Linked DNA regions of Mus musculus: region 1 is linked to region 2. A link is a contact called in public Micro-C data. All regions are on one chromosome and are shown on one strand. The core of a region is the stretch at or near the end of the contact, and the rest is flanking DNA. Distances in the headings are between cores, read along the strand shown. Region 1 overlaps Sptb (spectrin beta, erythrocytic). Region 2 has its middle 27 kb from the start of Gm40445.

The links. Hi-C and Micro-C count contacts between places; a contact is called where the count stands out from the background.
Region 1: a contact with region 2 is called in a Micro-C map of the G1E-ER4 cell line, with 2.1 times the contacts expected there. The contact joins two enhancer-like sites. A contact is called at or near these places in 4 of 484 Hi-C or Micro-C datasets (the G1E-ER4 cell line, bone marrow-derived macrophages and nephron progenitors).

Annotation. Positions count from the first base shown.
Region 1 is chr12:76,649,315-76,653,102 of GRCm38.p6, forward strand. Sptb (spectrin beta, erythrocytic) reads right to left here. Exons shown (of 36, transcript NM_013675.3): 2 at 463-664. The coding sequence starts at 610. Among named protein-coding and RNA genes, the nearest start is that of Sptb, 59 kb to the right of the region's middle. Within about 2 kb of position 1,422, at least 20 of the 459 cell types and tissues checked have an H3K27ac peak or open chromatin away from gene starts, as enhancers often do. A contact at or near this core is called in the G1E-ER4 cell line, where this site is marked.
Region 2 is chr12:76,495,068-76,498,544 of GRCm38.p6, forward strand. No RefSeq gene overlaps it. Among named protein-coding and RNA genes, the nearest start is that of Gm40445, 27 kb to the right of the region's middle. Within about 2 kb of position 1,439, at least 9 of the 459 cell types and tissues checked have an H3K27ac peak or open chromatin away from gene starts, as enhancers often do. A contact at or near this core is called in the G1E-ER4 cell line, where this site is marked.

The DNA.
Region 1 (3,788 bases), core at 172-2,671, 150 kb after region 2:
CTAAGGCAGACTGGAAAGGATGGTCTCTGTTTACAATTTCCTACCTTCATTGGGACCACAGAGGAAGCAACGGTAATTGCTCTCTCCGTACATATAGGCAAGGTAGTAAGGGCACAGGTCACCTCTTGAACTTGTGCCTGTGTAGCCCCTCAGACACTCCTTACTCACATTTTTCACTTTGGTCCCAGGTCACTTGGAACAGAGACAGATGGCCGAACCACCCTCCACCAATGCCAGCATTTCCCTGACTCTCAGAACAATTGGGAGGAAGTTGAGGATTCTGGGACAAGCTGCTGAAGCCTGTATTCCCTGGGGAAAGGGTGCTCTCGGAACTTGGCAAAGGTGTTCCCAACACTGCCATATGAGAGCTCACATACAGAGGCTCCACCATAGCCAGGAGGGACATGGACCTGATAAGGATTATGACTGTAACCTTCTGACCCCCATGGCCCCAAGCAGTACCTGCCAAGGCCTTGATCCGTGACCTCTCAAAGAGCCTGGCTGAGCTGTTGTCATTATCCAGTTCGTCATCGGGGGCATCCCAGCGGGCGTTAATCCGGCTGAATGGTGGCTGGTTGCCCACGTTTTCAAACTCCGTGGCCGATGTCATGTCAGCAGGCTCTTCTTAGCAGCTGTGCCTGGCTCAGTCTTCATGGAAGGGTCCCTAGGGGACAGCAACACAGGCAAAGGGTTAGCATCCAAGCCCCTTGCTCTTTTTCTCGGTGGGGACTTATGAGGGAAGTCCAACAGAAGCAGATCCTATGGAAGCCACACACTGTCAGGGCAGTTTCTTCCCCTGGGGTCTCAGGGCCCTGTGTTACAAAATATTGCAGCAGGAGTAACGGCGGCATTGGCTGTGACAGTGACAGTGTTTGGGACAGGCTGAGAGCTGCATGCGGCAGGGTCAGGATGGCCAGCAGGTGGAGACATCAGTCCCAGTGAGCCAGCTTCCGTCAAACCTGCTGCTGCCTGGGCACTGGAGCAGCTTAAGAGACAGCTCTCCTGGGAACCAGAGGCTGGGGATTGTGGGATGGGCACTCAAGGAAGAGACACCTCACCTCAGTCAGGGACTAAGATCAGAAGTCTGCCTGGGGGGTGGGTGGAGACAAAGGCAGGTGTGGGGGGGGGATGACAGTTGCAGTTGACTGGGTCTGACTTAAACGGAACCAGTGTGGGGTTGGGTGGGGGTGGAGACATTGAGTCTATCAGGCTGCCCGCCCTGCCCCTGAGACTCCACCCTTAACAACAGAAGAAGTCAAGTTTCTTCTTGTTCTTTTTGTTTTGTTTTGTTTTCTTCTTGAAAGTGTGAGCAGTTGTTGGAATAAGGTCTCCTGTTGAATCCCTGACCAGTCCAAGCAGCCCAGAGAGCCAGGGTAGCAGTAGCAGGCACTGTACGTCATGACAAAAGGAGAACTGGGTATGTTAGGGACTGAGTGCCAAGAACCACGTGATTGGCAAATGCTTTCCAAGGAAGTCTGGAGGCACTCGTGGAAGGATGGGTCGAAAGGGACAAGAATCTAAACGAAAGGAAATATCAACACTGAAGATAAGAAGCAACAGCAAGAACCAGGGAGCCGGCGAGTAACTGGAGAATAGGAGATGTTGGGGAGAAAAGAGAGACAGGAGGTGGCAGCAGCGGCCATCTTGGTTACCAATGTTCACGGCCTTGGGAAAATTACTGCCTTCTCTCATCTGTGCCTGGGAACTTAAGAGATTCCAAGTTCAAGTCTGTACTTCAGAATGGGGGCCCAGAGCTTTCCCATTCACGAGAGTAACCATGGGTGGAAAGGCCAGGGAGGCGGGCAAACAACAAACATGAATAACTACTAAACTATACACCGTCTTTTCACATATGCCAACACGTGGGCTCACATCCCCAGGAGGTTCACACAGGCAGGAGGCACAATGCTTGCTTGCCACTCTGAGCGCGACTGCAGTGTTTGGACCTTACTCTTCAGACTTAGTCACTTCAGACTCTTGTCTCCCAGTCTGATAAATCAATCCCACCACATCCCTTTGAGGTAAGACAGGAGCCAAAATTATCATCTCTAACTGCACAAGGGAGAAAAAGACACAGGATGGGGCCTCCCCAAGGTCGTCTACCACTACTGTAGGGGCTTAGACAACAGGTCATGCTAGAGTCCTGTTATCACCCTTGACCGAAATGGTCTTAGGGATAGGGAGAGAGAATTGGGCCATTGGGAGAGTGTGTCCCAGATGCTAGCGCTGAACGAAGGTATTTACTGCTCAGGGCAAAGAGAACGTGCAAAGTGGGAAAGCCAGTCATTATCCTGAACACAGTATCCCCCACACCATGCCAGGCCTGTGCTCAAGACTACTGTTGTCCCTTTGAACAGCCCGTTCTCCGTAATGGACTAACTGCTTCTAGGGCTGGGCTGTCCTCTCGATGGTCTGAGCAGAGACAGCTGGGAAGGGTTTCCCTACTTCTCAAGCCTTTACTGCCTCCCCGGAGGAACGCAATGACCACTGACTTGGAAGTGTGAGTCAGACAGAGGCTGACAAGCTGACCACCACCTGCACAGCCACAAGCTTATCCAGAAGCCCCTGAGAGGGGCCAAGTTGTCAGATGTGAGGTAAGATCGCCTGTGAGCCCCAGAGGTAACCAGACCCTGGCTCACTCCCTTCATCCCAGGCTATTTTTAAGAGTGGCTGAGAGAGGCCCAGGCTGCGGGTCTGGGAGTGAGATTACCTTAGCTATGGCTTCGTAAATAAGTCTGCCCCAGAAAGATGAGCCCAAGTAGGCAGACCAGCAGAACCAGCGTGCAAGACAAGATTGATGGCCCTGGGTGCAGGAGATCAGGGACACAACAGCAATTCATCCTGCTTAAAAACACCATCCTTCCTGAGACCGCAGCTCACAAAGGACAGCAGCCAGACAGTGGCCCTGCCAGGAATGTGGGGAAATACATTTGTGTATCTGAACAAATGAGTCTAGTATGTTTGTTTGCTTGTTTGCTTGCTTGATAACAGAAGGACCAAGTCCCTGGGGATAGATACCACAGAAGAAATGAGAATGGGGTCTCTTCCTCCTGACACCTTCCCTAGCCCCTGCCCAGGTGGCAATTTTGCCAGAGTCAAGGGTTGGTGGGTGAGGTGTGTCCACATGCTGAGGCAAAGATGGTCTCAGAGAGGGCGGATTACCTATGGTGATTCCAGAAATGAACAACACCCCCCACCCCAGGCCAAGGCAATGAGCCTGAAACCAAATTCAACCCAGTGCTTTCTCGGTGTCACCCAGGTCCCTCCTATTACCATCACCAGGACCCTTCAAAGGCCTGGCCAGAAGAACCACTATAGCTAAAGAGAATAGCATATGATGGGGTCTCACGGGAAAACATCCGATCAAACCAGGAGCCACAGAAATGGCATTCAAGTTGTCATCTGAGGGGAACTTAGAAATGGGGTGATGTGGTCAAAGCTTCAATGATGTCAGTCACTGATGCATGCAGAGTGAACTTCCATGACTCATGGAGGCCCCCATACAAGCCTAAACTTGGACCTTATGGCCCTGTCAGCAAAAGGAGAGAGGGTGTCTTATGGGTAGTGCTTGAGCATACAACTCCCATTTCACCCCAAAGATCTTAAGCTACCAAACCTCTTATCAAAGAGTAGGCGGGTCTCCTTTGTCACATCTCCAGAGTCATCCTTATCCCTTCCTTGTCTCCAGGTGACATTGCAGGACAAGCCCTACGGAGCTGTGGGGAGCCGCCCTCACATTCGCCGTTGCAAGATGGCGCTGACATCCTGTGTTCTAAGTGGTAAACAAA
Region 2 (3,477 bases), core at 189-2,688:
CTTCTGTAGATGAAGAAACCAAGCCCAGCATGGGCAACTTGTTCCAAATCACACGCTTATTAAGTCACAGAGCCAGGGTTTAAAGCCTGGCCTGATGGATTTCAGATCTCAAGATTTCTGGATTTCTAGACATTTTCCTTTTTCAGTCAACTGTACTTTCCCCCAGGATTCCCTCGTGAAATGAAAATCCACATTACAACCTAGATAGCAGCAAAAAGAAAGGACCTACAGCATGGCTGGGAATGCCAGCAACAGAGATACCCAGAGCCCAGAGCCTAGGGGACCGGGAGGGCACAGGTTCCAGCAGCTGTTGGGCTTTTCAGGAACTGTTTGTGGGGAGATAACTCTGCACAGGTATGGAGACCAACATCCTAGGCAGGGCACATAGACAAGTTTCCCTCAGCCATCTTGGAGGGAGGGAAGGGGTTAAAGCTTTGCAGACAGAGAGCAGGAAGGAGGTTAGTGAGCTACAGTCTGCTGTTACAGCCAAGGAAACTGAGGTCCAACAGAACAAGTGAAATCAAGCCGACAAGCACAAGGTGGCATCCGGACTGCCAGGGCATTGTGCAAATGGGTTCTTTTTTCAATCAGCAAGCCAAGTATCTCAAAAGAGATAATCTAACTGGCCCATCCTCTTTGGAGCAAGGACCGCAGACCCAGCTCTGTTAAGTGCACCACAGGCTATAGTAACCGTGTAGATGAGAGGTGTTCTGGTAGCTTTTGTAGGATGCATGAATGATGTGTGTTTGTTCCCCAGGCTTGCCCTGGTATAAAGGTGCTGGGGATCAGAGAGCCTGGAGAGATGGAGAGATAGCTCCCGGGGTTGAGAGAACCTGTTGTTCTTGCAGAGAACTAGGACTCATTTCCCAGCACCTACACTGTAACTCAAACCGTCCTTAGCTCTGGTTCCAGGAATCCGATGCTGGCTTCTGACCTCTATGGACACTGCATACGCATGGTAAACATGCAAAAACCTCAAACACTTAAAAAACAAACAAACAAACTCTGGGGTTCGGGTTAAGATGAGTGCTTCCGGCCGGGTGGTGGTTCATGTCTTTAATCCCAGCACTCAGAGGCAGGGTATCTCTGAGTTTGAGGCCAGCCTGGTCTACAGAGTGACTTCCGGGACAGCCAGAGCTACATAGAGAAACCCTCTCTTGACTCTCTTGAGGTGGGGATGGGAATGAGGGCTGGGGAGCAGGAAGGTGTGAGGGGTGGAGGTGGGGAGTGAGCTGTCCCCGTCTGGTTATCGGTTTACCCTGATATGCTCTTAATCTTGGTCCGGATAACCTGCTTCCAGCCCGCCTCTCTTTCGGGAGCTAAATGATGCTCTCTTTAGATTGAGGGTTTTAAATTCTTGTTTCTGTAAGGATTTCCGAGCACGTATTTAGCTCCCCCGCTTCTTTCTTCATGTCCTCTAGGGGGCAGAAGTGAGCCGCTTGTCCATTCTTTGGGACTGATCCTTCAGACTTCTCCAAACTTTTATAAGAAAGCAAATGCCCAGGGGGCGACCAGAAAGGCAGATAGTGAGTATGCTTTCTCTTTAGATTGAAATATGATCTCGGGCCAGCAAGATGGCTCAGAGGGTAAAGGCTCCTGCTGCCAAGCCTGACTAACCTGGGCTTGTTGGCACGAGCGTGCCGCACTCCCCTCTCCACAAGATTAATAAATAAAGTATGTAAAAATTAAAACAGTATGATCTAGGGCCTATGATCTGGGGCCTGGTGTGATGTGGTGGCACAAGCCTTTAATTCCAGTCCTTAGGAGGTAAAGGTAGACAGATCTCTGTGAATTTGAGGCCAACTTGATGTACATAGTAGTTCTGGGCCAGCCAGAGCTACATAGTGACCAAGTGAGATCCTGTCTCAAAAAAATAAAAAAAAGGAGAGTTGAATGGTGGCAGTGCTTGCCTTTAATCACAAGGCTCAGGAGACAGAGGCAAATGTAGCTCTATGAGTTCCAGGTCTTCAGCAAAAGTCCCAGGACAGCCAAAGAAGGTTATACAGAGAAACCCCGTCTCAAAAACCCAAAATTACCAAAACATCACCACCACTATCATCATCATCAAGAGAAACATTCTTTGAGAGAAAATATTGGTAGGAACTGAGGCTCCAAATTCAGTCTCCAGTCTCAAACAAGTGTTGGGAGAAAGTTTTCTGCTTTTGTTGTCCCAGCAGGCTACATGAGACCCTGTCTCAAAGCAAAGAAGAAAGAAGAAGAAGAAGAAGAAGAAGAAGAAGAAGAAGAAGAAGAAGAAGAAGAAGAAGAAGAAGAAGAAGAAGAAGAAGAAGGTGGAGGAGGAGGAGGAGGAAGAGGAGGAAGAGAGGAGGAGGAGGAGAAAGAAAGAAAAAAGGAAAAAGAAAGAAAGGAAAGAAGAGAAAAGAAAAGGAAAAGAAAGGAAAGGGAAGAAAAGGGAAGAAAAAAACTTGAACATGACCTAAGGCAGTGGTTCTCAAACTGTAGGTTGGGCCCCCTTTGTAGGGTGTCAAAAGACCCTTTAAGCTGGATTCCTAGCATCCAATAAAACTGAGTGACCTTCTGCTTATCAGATATCTACATTATAATTTGTAACTAGCAAAATTACAGTTATGAAGTAGCAACAAAAATTATCTTATGGTTGGAGGTCACCACCATCTGAGGAACTGTGTTAAAGGGTTGCAGCATTAGGACACGGTTGAAAACCACTAGTCTAAGGTCTCTCTGTCAAGAAGTCAATAACCCTGAGAAAAAGTTCTCCCATTGAGGGAGCCAGGATCCCTAAGCTAAATTCTCTACACTTTGCCACTTCTCCCCCCACCCCACCCCCACCCCCACCTCTGCCCCACCCTTGGAGACCAAGTTGCCTCTCTGGTAGAAAGCCAGGGATACCCGTCCCTGGAGTGTAGCCTTCTGACAGGCTTACAGTAGATGGAGCAGGCCTTGAAGTCCCTGGATATTGGGGACACAGACACCACGATGACTGACGGTGAAGAATGAGGAGAGAAACGGATGAGAGGGTAGCCTTGAAGCTCAGCGGAAGTGGTAGTGTACATGAATTTCATTCCTTAAGGACTAAGCTTCTGGGGTGGATGGAGTCAGGGGTGAGGGGGCAGGTGTCAACACTGATCTGAAGGCAGAGTTTTTGTGTTCCCAGAGGCGAAGAGAAAAGCCTCCAGAAGAAAAGAAAATGTAGGGCTAGGCATATGTCTTAGCTGTGCTCACAAAGCCCTGAGCCGGATTCCCAGCATCCTATAAAACTGGATGTGATGTAAATGACTAAAATACCAGCACTCAGGAGTGGAAGCTAGGGGGATTACAAGTTCAAAGTCATCTTCTGCAATATAATGAATTGAAAGCCACCTGGGGCATATGAGGCCCTGTCTCAGGAAAGAGGAGGAGGAGGAGGAGGAGGAGGAGGAGGAGGAGGAGGAGGAGGAGGAGGAGGAGGAAGAGGAGGAGGAAAGGAGAAGGAAAGGAGGAGGAGGAGGAGGAGGAGGA